2 separate regions of the Mus musculus genome follow, and region 2 is linked to region 1. The links are chromatin contacts, called in public Micro-C maps. All regions are on one chromosome and are shown on one strand. Each heading gives the region's core, a stretch centred on a gene start, on an enhancer-like site or on the middle of the called end of the contact. The rest is flanking DNA. Distances are from core to core; before and after follow the strand shown. Region 1 overlaps Arl15 (ADP-ribosylation factor-like 15). Region 2 overlaps Arl15 (ADP-ribosylation factor-like 15).

Region 1 (4,899 bases), core at 25-2,524:
TGGAGTGAAACACTTGCATCAAGCAAGAACTCCCTTCCAGCAGCAAGGTGGTGAGAGTCAGAGAGTGCCTCTGTGCCCTTTAATGATGTATTTTAAAATTGTGCCTTAAAATGGTAGAAGACATGTGTTTATGAAAGTGCTGCTCAATTCCAATTTTAATTTATTGGTACCTTATTGAATGTGGGGAAACGTCAAGATTCTTCGTGTTTTGACCCACACGCAGAGATTTCATGAGCAGTGTCCTTCTCCAGCCTGCTGTAGGATAAGGGTACAGGGGGTGGGGGTAGCAGGGGGTGTGGCGTGGGGGGCTTCATTTCTGTTTTATGCACAGCCAGACTTGCTCTTATGTTTGTAATATTTAAAGGAGTTCAATAGGAGGCCCACGATTCTTTGATCTGATGCCACATTCAGTTTAATGAGAAAGATTTTTCATATTGCGGGTATTGAACGTCTCCGCCACTTCAGACCGATACGTTATAATATTCGATTTACACCTTGTACCCATCTTTTATTTCGCATCCCCGAGTCCGCCCTCTTCCCCTCTGCTGAAACAGGTAATGACAAAGATCCTCCTCAGATCAATTTTTGTAAAGGGGCACCCCGACGGGTACCAAGACTGAAGCGTGACATGAGCCTTTTCCCAATACAATGGGTGGCCTAACATTCCTCTGGAAGCCAGGCTCATTAAATATTCGGTTCCTCCACCACCCTCCCCTTCCTCCCCTTCCCCCCCTCACACACTTCGCTCACTAAGTCTGGGGGTTTCTTCACTGAAGACTTAGGAAAATTGCTTTGCGTTCTCAGATTGAATTTTTTATGTGTATGACTTCATGATAGCATTAGCATGTGCTTTGATCCATGTGTGAATGGCACTGGGTCGGCGCTTATTGCCACATCCAGATGGTGTTACAGGGAACAAACAGTTGTGTTTTAAGATTTCTCAATAGACTGTCTAGACTGTCCGTGCAGCAGGCAGATACAGCCACCCATCAAATTAGCGTTTGTCAGATTTATGGTAATGGTTCACCAAAGCCTTCCTGTCATTGACATTAAGATTTACGCCTCCAAAGTTATTTTGTCTTCCACAGAATATAGCTTGCGATTGCTCGGATTTAAAAAAAAAAAAAAAAAAAGTTGAAGACAGAAAAGTCTCTGTGAATGTGAGCTGTTTCTGAATGAAAAGAAAAATATAAAAGGAATTAAACAGTGGCTGCGGCTCAGGGTCTGTATTGATTAGGGAAAGGCTCCCTTCCCGCCTCGCCCATCCTGTTCCCATCCCCCCACAAGTGATAAGACGGGAACTCCGAGGTGGCTGGTGTCTCCCATTTGCCCCTGGTGGAAAGAAAAACATGTATGTGGGGGACTGTGGCCAGATTTTGCCCTTTCATGTTGTTACTTCTAGTAATGTGATCTGCTGTCCCATCGCGGTGGGAGTAACCTTTTGACAGGCAGTATGTCCACTCTCAGTGGAAATGGTTTCCCATGTCTGGCCAGGCTGCCTTTGATCCTACCTCCTTCCAGCGTGGGGTCACAGCTACCACGGCTCTTCCGAGAGTCACAGGTTTCCTCGAGGAAAGCGAGAGACACAGGGGCTTAAGATAAATAAATAAATAAATGTGACCCAAATCCCTCTCCGGTGTTCAATCATCAATGCTACAGAGCTGGGGAGGGTCGCACATGCCATGCCACAGGGCATCTCTGGGTGGGACCTTTCAGGCGGAACCGACCGAGCACGCATTTTTTAATGCTTGGGTCACAGGGACGAGCCTTTGCGCCTCTTTCATCCAAAGCAGTTTGAGGAGTGAGGGCCATCTCCATCCTGAACATGCCGAGACATGTCTGGAACTGCGTTTTCCTATTATTGTCCCTTGGTGTGGATGAGTGGCTGGGAGGCTGTGGGCGGGCGGGAGGGTTAGAATTCTGAGACCGTGGCATGGCAGAGAGTATGGAGGGAACTGACTTGGTGGGGGCGGAAGGCTCCAAGCACCAAAGCAAGTTCTTTCATTTCTCTGAGACCTGGCATTTGGGAAAACCCACGCAGACCGTCTTGATATGTCAGAGTGGAGATAGAGAAGGGTGTCTTGTCTTATTCTTCCCCAGGCAGTAGTAATGGAGGTGGTATCTATTACTGAGTGCAAGGAGGGATTAGAGGGCTCCCTGATAGCTCTCTCTGGTCCCCTTGTGGCTTTTCCTTGCTGCTTCCAGGTTCTTCCTTCCCTTTTGGCCCTTGCCATTCAGCCATCCTTTGGTAGACTGCCAAGAACTCTGCTTTTAAAGGCCTCTCCTATGTGGGTTTGAACTGAATTGTGAACGGTTTGTCAGCTGCATCAAAGATGCTGTAATTTGGGGTTCAAGGTAAATCTCTCTGCATTATGTTCCATCCCCTCCCCCCCAGAATAGTGAAATAATGGCTTTTCAGCTTTGCTTCCATTCAAGACTTCCCGTTCTATGTCCTAAGTTACATTTTTCCTGCATTGATTCCTCAGGATATTAGGGTTTCTCTTTATTTGCTTTTTAGCATGAGTTATGACCAATTTATTGGAAAGAGTCTGATTACCTAAGTTGTAAACTTAGATGATTTCCCAGAAAAATAGTGGGAACATTTTGTTGAATGATTTTTTTTTTCTCCTTCCAAAGCTGCCCCTTGCCTCTTGCCGTTTCTTTCTTCTCCTTGTTCTACTTAACTCGAAAGGTTACTTACTCACTTTGTATTCTGCGACGCACATTTCTTCTGGACACTCTGTGATCTTTCCTAAGTTTTGATGAACTAGTACATTGTTAAGGGGACCATCATTTGGGTGAGGTCTTCCAAGCTCTGCTAAAGATGCGTTGCCATCCTGTCTTTCCACAGACTCTTCAGGGTTTTGACAGTAGAGAGGGTGCTGTAGGGTGTCCAGTCCTTGGCCAGCTACAGCACTTACCATTTTGGACTTGAAAACTATTTTAAATTCGCTGTAAGAAGAAACAGTATAAATTTTACAAGACACATTTATAGTGTTTTTAAAAAGTTAACTACCCTTCTTACACTTTTGTTTTGCGGGAAATTGGAAGGGTTGAATGGAATGCTAGTCTTTTAGCAATGTGTGAAGTTCTTTAAGTAAAATCCCCCCCCCACCCCCCACCTTTAGTTAAAGGCTCTCCTCTCTCCTCCACAATGGTCATTGGAGTTTCCTGTTTTTCGAAGGGAGTTATGACAGTCCATTTTATGCCTTGTTTATTTGATCAGATGACATATTTAAAGGAACCACAGGATGTTAGAGCTTTAGGGGACCTTAGAGGGGGTCTTATTTAACAACCTCATTTTTCTAGTTGTAGAAACGGCGGTTTGGATAGGTTAAGTACTTGACGTTGTCGGGAAAACCGTTCCCCATCTCTCAGTTTACGTTTACGGGACTAGTGATAGATGTGCCTTTAATGCCTCTGAATTTTCTTGTGCTCTCGCTGCCTCCATTTGACTAATGAAAGCACATTTCATCTTGTGCAGCAGATTTTATATATATATATATCTCAATGGAGAAAATATAAACTACGGAGCCCCATGAAACACACATTGTTCAATGGGTAGGCAATACCCGCTTTCCCTTTCAGCCAAGGCTGCAGTGTGTCTAACATGGGGCAGTTGTGAACTTGCCTAAACTACTTACACCCTGTACTGTGTAAGAGACTTGAAGGCACTCACAGCTTTCCACACTGTCTTGTGGTTGTTGCTTGGTTCTGAGCAATAATCTCATGGTGTGTGTGTGTGTGTGTGTGTGTGTGTGTGTGTGTGTGTGTGTGTGTGAGGGGGGCTACTGGGGCGTGGGGGTGGGAACTTCTCCTCTCTTGTGAAGATGGGAGGGATCCCTGTTGCTTACTTGCTCAGGTCCCCTCCCCCAGCTCTTCTTTGTAGTCTTCTCTGTTTGCATATGGCTGTGGCTTTTAGATGCTAGGTAGCTTTTCTGACTGTCTTGGGAGAGACAAAGACTCTAGCTGCTTTTCAGTCCTGTTTGTCTAAACCAGAGATTGGCATTTTTATTAATCTGGTGATTGGGAAGTTATAGCAAATGGGCTGAGTGTGTCTTTCTAGGCACTGCTGTTGGGACACAGCTTTGTCCGTTTGGTATTGAGTGTAGCTGTGACAAAGTTGGATATCGACAAAGACTATATACTGCCTCTAATCCTGTATGAATATATGGTCTACTTGACGAGTGTGTGTTTGTGTGTACGTGTGTGTGCACGTGCACTTATGTGTGTGATACATACATGTGTGTGTATACAGAGGGGTGGTTGTACACATGCTATGTACGATCTCTTCCCCTTTAAATTTGGTTGGACTTCATTGAAAACACCATAGAGTGACTTTTAGGGTACTTGCAGGCAATCACATTCTTAGTAGAATTAACCAGTGATCTAGATCTTTAACACATCTGTGCCCTGGCATTTTTTTAAGCTATTGAAATTATTCTTCGTTTGGCTAAGCAGGCAGGGATGTTCCACATAACCGGATCCCTTATTGTGAGCACTGGGCACTTTTCCTTTTCTCCCTAAACTTTCTCGCTGTAAATCAAGATTGCTCAGGAGGTAAAAGTGCCACCAAACCTATGAGCCGAGTTGGATCGCTGGGACTCCCTCCCAGGAAAGGACGAACTGATTCCTTGTTGTCACCTGACCTCTAGGTGCCGACAAGGTGATACCAGGTGTCTACACTCACACACACACACACACACACACACACACTCACACACACACACACACACACACACACACACACACGCACACAAACACACACACCTAAATAAAATCATTTTTTTAAAAAAGAGGCTTCTGATCTTATAACTGTCCAAGGGATTGCTTCCTGCAGCCTAGGGAAGGAAAGGTGTCAGGTCTTCAACCAGCGAAGTCTTCTGGTAAACCTTAGAG
Region 2 (4,299 bases), core at 779-3,278, 100 kb after region 1:
TCCTCACTCACTTAAGAGCAAGTGCCATCCTGAAGTTGTTGTCACCTATCTTATCTAGGGCACGCTGTCCTGCTTCCCTTCCTAGTCATGTTTCCAGGTGAGGTGCAAGAGATTTTATGGACGGCTTCAGTTCAGAAGTGTATTATGTAATGTATTGGAATATACTTTCCAATTCCGTGTCTGAGCGTGTATATGTATATATGGACTATGTAGGTCCTACTTCACTCATTTTCAGTATTTCCATGTATTCCAGAACACGACCTCCTCTGTGAATGTTTATGTATTCATTCCCTTACTGGGGAAGTTTAAGTTGTTTCTGGGTTTTTCAGTTCATAAACGAAGCTGGGACTGAATAGCTTTGAGTATGTTTACATAGGTACACATGCCGGCATTTCCGAAGTAAGACTGGACTGTACAATTGAAGCTCCTGGGGACCTAGGGTCCAAGCATGGAGCCTAGTGGATACTCACCTTTCGGTGTGGAGATGGTTAATGGCTCTCTGCGGTTCCCCTTCTTCCTGAGCAGGTGCGTGATGGAGAGCACACTTTGAAACTTTGCTCATCTAGAAAGTGGGATGGATAGCCCTAGACCCTGCCTCATAGTGAGGACAAGGCTTAATGAAGGATTTCGAGCGTCGCCTGCCCCTTGCTGTCTTCCTCACTCCTGACAGGCTACTTTTGAGGCCCTAGGATGTTCAGTTGAGGGAGTGAGGACTGGGGTCTGCCGCGGGGGGTGGGGGGTGCTCCTCAGGCTCACGAGAGTCAAACAGGAGGATGTCCAAGTTAGGCACACTCCATACATAGCCTCTGGAGTATTCCTAAAGACTGCATTCCAAACACAGGCAGGAAAGTAGTTCAGCAAAGAGCAGAAGAGCACAGAAAACTTTATACAACTTGTAATTTTTGTCAAGTGTACACTATGCGTATTTGTGTTACTTTCACTCTGACATACATTGATAGCGTTCTTGTCAAAACGTTTCTCTCTCTTTCGCCATTAGGTACTAAAATATACTCTTCTCTGAGGAAGAAACTTAGAGAAACAAAATCTTGTGACTTTTCGTTTGAGAAAACGAATTGTAAATTCTGCTGCAGACAGGTCGTTCTGCTCAATTTCACCGGGCCGTGTGTGCAGCACGGTTAAATTATCTTCCCTCAAAAACTGTAAATGCATGTGTGAAATGTGCTCCTCTGAGAGGGCATGGAATGATGGTGATGGGAGAGGTGTGGGCCACCTGCAGAGGTTGGTGGCCTCCCAGCAGCCCAGAAATTGGCCTTTCAGGGCCTGTGATTGACAGCCTGCTTGTTTCAGCCTTTGAAGGCCCAAGAGGTGGCTGGGATTATTTTAGAGTGTATGTGGCACCGGGTCTTTCGGATTTAAATAGAATCTCCCCCAGCATTAAAGGTGGATTACTCCCTATTACTTTTATTGCTTTTCAAGTGTTTTCTTGGAACCCTGTAATCGTCCTCCTAAAAACTGGATTTCCTGGAGTGTACTTTCTTTTAGGGAAATTTCAAGAATGGGTCATAGAATTTTTTTAAAGTCTGAAGTTTTAACAGCCGACGGGACCTGATTAAAGCAAATTACTTTGTTAAAAACCCGAAACACACAGTGTGTGAGAGAGAGAGAGAGAGAGAGAGAGAGAGGGGGAGAGAGAGCTCATCCTATCTCTATATCCCTGCTAATAAATCAGACCTGTGTGTGTTTAACAAAAACGAGGCCGTGCTTTTTATCTCCTTCATTCTCGGTTTCTTTTGATCATTGATCTGGCTGACCCCACGCTCGGGTTTTTTTTTTTTTTTTTTTTTTTTTTTTTTCTTCTTCTTCTTTATTTGACATGGACAGAGTTTTGAAGTATAGCTCTCCTTTGGGAACCCCGGGCAGTTCCACTTGACTACCCTGTGACCTAATGAGCAGTAATGCGGCGCTACAGTGGCCATTTTGTGTGCTTTGACGAGGGGTGGCTAGACAGAGTGCGGCAGAAAGGCATGTCTGGGGAGAAAGGGGAGGCAGGCTGATGGAACAGTGTGAAAAAGACTTGTTAGCCCACATTAGTGTGCCTGATTTACTTCACAACAGGTCAAGAAAGGCCAGCAGCAGGGTTGTCCTGAAATTGCAAAGTTGAAATCCCCGGTATTAGAAAGCTTTCAGATCTCTGAAGTTCCAAATTAATTCCATTAATTCCCAAGTTGGTTTTCAGTCACCTCTGAATCACAGCAAAGAGGACTGTCACTTGCTCCTATCTCGCATCTGTTTATAAAATAATTACGGGACCTTCCAGTCGTTTACTGCTGCAAGTTTTAAAGCATCCTGCCATGCCTGGCCTGTCTTGAAGCGAGCTTGGATGTGAAAGAAACCAAACCACACATGGTTGCTGCACTCTCTGCTCAACATTAATGAGGAGCCCGCCATTCCTATTTGGAAATGGTCTAAAAATATATCTAGGGGCTTCTAGCTCCACGACCAGAGGCAGCTCCTAACTGCTCCCATCTGCACAGAAGGGTGTGTGTGTGGCTTGTTTGACTTCCTTTTAGAATATAATTAATAAAAATCTAATTGGGAAGTAAAATTCCCCTCCCTCCAGTTCCACCCGAAGTGTTTTCTATCTTGTAGTTGTTTACTCCTTTTAGGTTAAAGACAATAGATTAGTTAAGAGATACTCATCTCATTTCTACAATTATGGCCCTGACAGTGACCTTACATCTAAGCCTAGTCTCTCTTCATATCCAGAGGGGCCTTGGAATTTCTTTATACTATGAAAGAGAAATCCTTACAGTTGCTGATAATGCTATTATTAACTCAGTGTGAATTATATGTGAATTACTAGACAATAAAATCCCTCTCCCACTGGGATTAAAGAGTATCTGGCAGTATAGGCTTTTGTTTGAATTCAATATGTAATATATATATATATATATATATATATATATATATATATACATATATATATACACACACACACATTTATGTGTAAGAGATGTAAGACATTGTGTGTGTGAAATATAGATGCTAAGAGAAATAGTATGTCACTGACCGGTATGGTCATTATATCAAGCTCTGTGGTTAATGCTTGTGTGAGGGCTGTAATGTATAGAAGAGAAAATATTTCCTTTGTGCCATGAGGGTGCCCTTCCAGCCTTGATTTGGAGGTTTTGGCTATCTTAGAGAGAATGCTGTTGAGTGGATAAACATATGCCAGGTAGGTCCCAATCCACAGAAAACTTATCTATTGAAGCTTTCCCTGTTTGTCCCTATGCCTCCTTATCTATAAGTTTTGAAAAAAAGAGGCCTCCTCAAAGATAAAAAAAAAATATGCCTTGGTTCAGGTTTTTAAGCTTGCTTTTTGGTGTTTTTAAATTTGTATTATTTATTTAATAACAGCATGCATTTATTCTATTAACTAATACCCTTTGCACATTTATTGTGTACTTATCATGTGTGTGTACTTATCACACACACATATCATCATTATCATCATCATCTTATATACTGCAAAGCAGGTATAAAGAAAGATAAGAGCATCCCTTGTTCAAATCAACTACATGGAACAGATAGTTATAATAGCTTATGAGTAGACCCATTAGAAATAATGAAACGAATACTGTAGGGACACAAGGGACTAAAGTTAATATGAATTAGTGTGAATATAGCAGAAAACATGTTTCACACCCATCAGATAATTTTTTTAACTGTGCTGAGAATTTCCCTTTTATTTCTGAATCCATTTTTGAATGAAGACCCTAAGAGCCATAGAGATGGAGTAATGAATTAGGCAAGATCAACCTAGTGACTTAAATCCAAGCCTTTGGATTTCAAATCATAGGCTTTAAAAAACAAAACAAAACAAAAAAACCTTCAGTACAACATGTCTTTGAATTTTGAAAACCAAATTTTTTTTGAATTTGATTTCTGAAATATAATTTAATAATCTCTTTTGACTTTGAAGTCAGGAATCAAGTGTTTTCTCTTTGGTTGTGTCTTGCTACTTGGAGAGGTCCCAGCTGCCAATTTACAGATGGGCCCTTTCTACAAATGAGCTCAGTGGAAATGAGTGTGATGTATTGAAGAAACTAAGCCAAATGAGTTTTATATACTGTGAAACAAAGTAGCTATTGTGTAGCAGCAGTGCTGGGGGAAGTCTGCCGATCTGGGCTTCACTGCTGTCCTGTCCACCTTTGTTTTGAGAAATAACACAAGACTGCATTGGGGAGCTAGTGACACCTCAAGCCATGGCTGTAAACACCCACTTCCTCCTTGAGTGCGCTCGCTCGCCTTAACCCGCCCTGCAGCAGCATCTCTGAC

Evidence for each region. Hi-C and Micro-C count contacts between places; a contact is called where the count stands out from the background.
Region 2: a contact with region 1 is called in a Micro-C map of stem cell-derived motor neurons, with 2.0 times the contacts expected there. The contact joins two enhancer-like sites. A contact is called at or near these places in 1 of 39 promoter capture datasets (hippocampal neurons), 14 of 484 Hi-C or Micro-C datasets (the G1E-ER4 cell line, the HPC-7 cell line, cerebellar granule neurons and 10 more), 3 of 115 datasets of contacts at active chromatin or transcription factors (all in embryonic stem cells) and 1 of 9 other capture datasets (embryonic stem cells).

What each region holds. Positions count from the first base shown.
Region 1 is chr13:113,879,282-113,884,180 of GRCm38.p6, forward strand. All of the region lies in intron 1 of Arl15 (ADP-ribosylation factor-like 15), which reads left to right. Among named protein-coding and RNA genes, the nearest start is that of Arl15, 87 kb to the left of the region's middle. Within about 2 kb of position 1,275, at least 43 of the 459 cell types and tissues checked have an H3K27ac peak or open chromatin away from gene starts, as enhancers often do. A contact at or near this core is called in stem cell-derived motor neurons, where this site is marked.
Region 2 is chr13:113,979,668-113,983,966 of GRCm38.p6, forward strand. All of the region lies in intron 4 of Arl15 (ADP-ribosylation factor-like 15), which reads left to right. Among named protein-coding and RNA genes, the nearest start is that of A430090L17Rik, 170 kb to the right of the region's middle. Within about 2 kb of position 2,029, at least 22 of the 459 cell types and tissues checked have an H3K27ac peak or open chromatin away from gene starts, as enhancers often do. A contact at or near this core is called in stem cell-derived motor neurons, where this site is marked.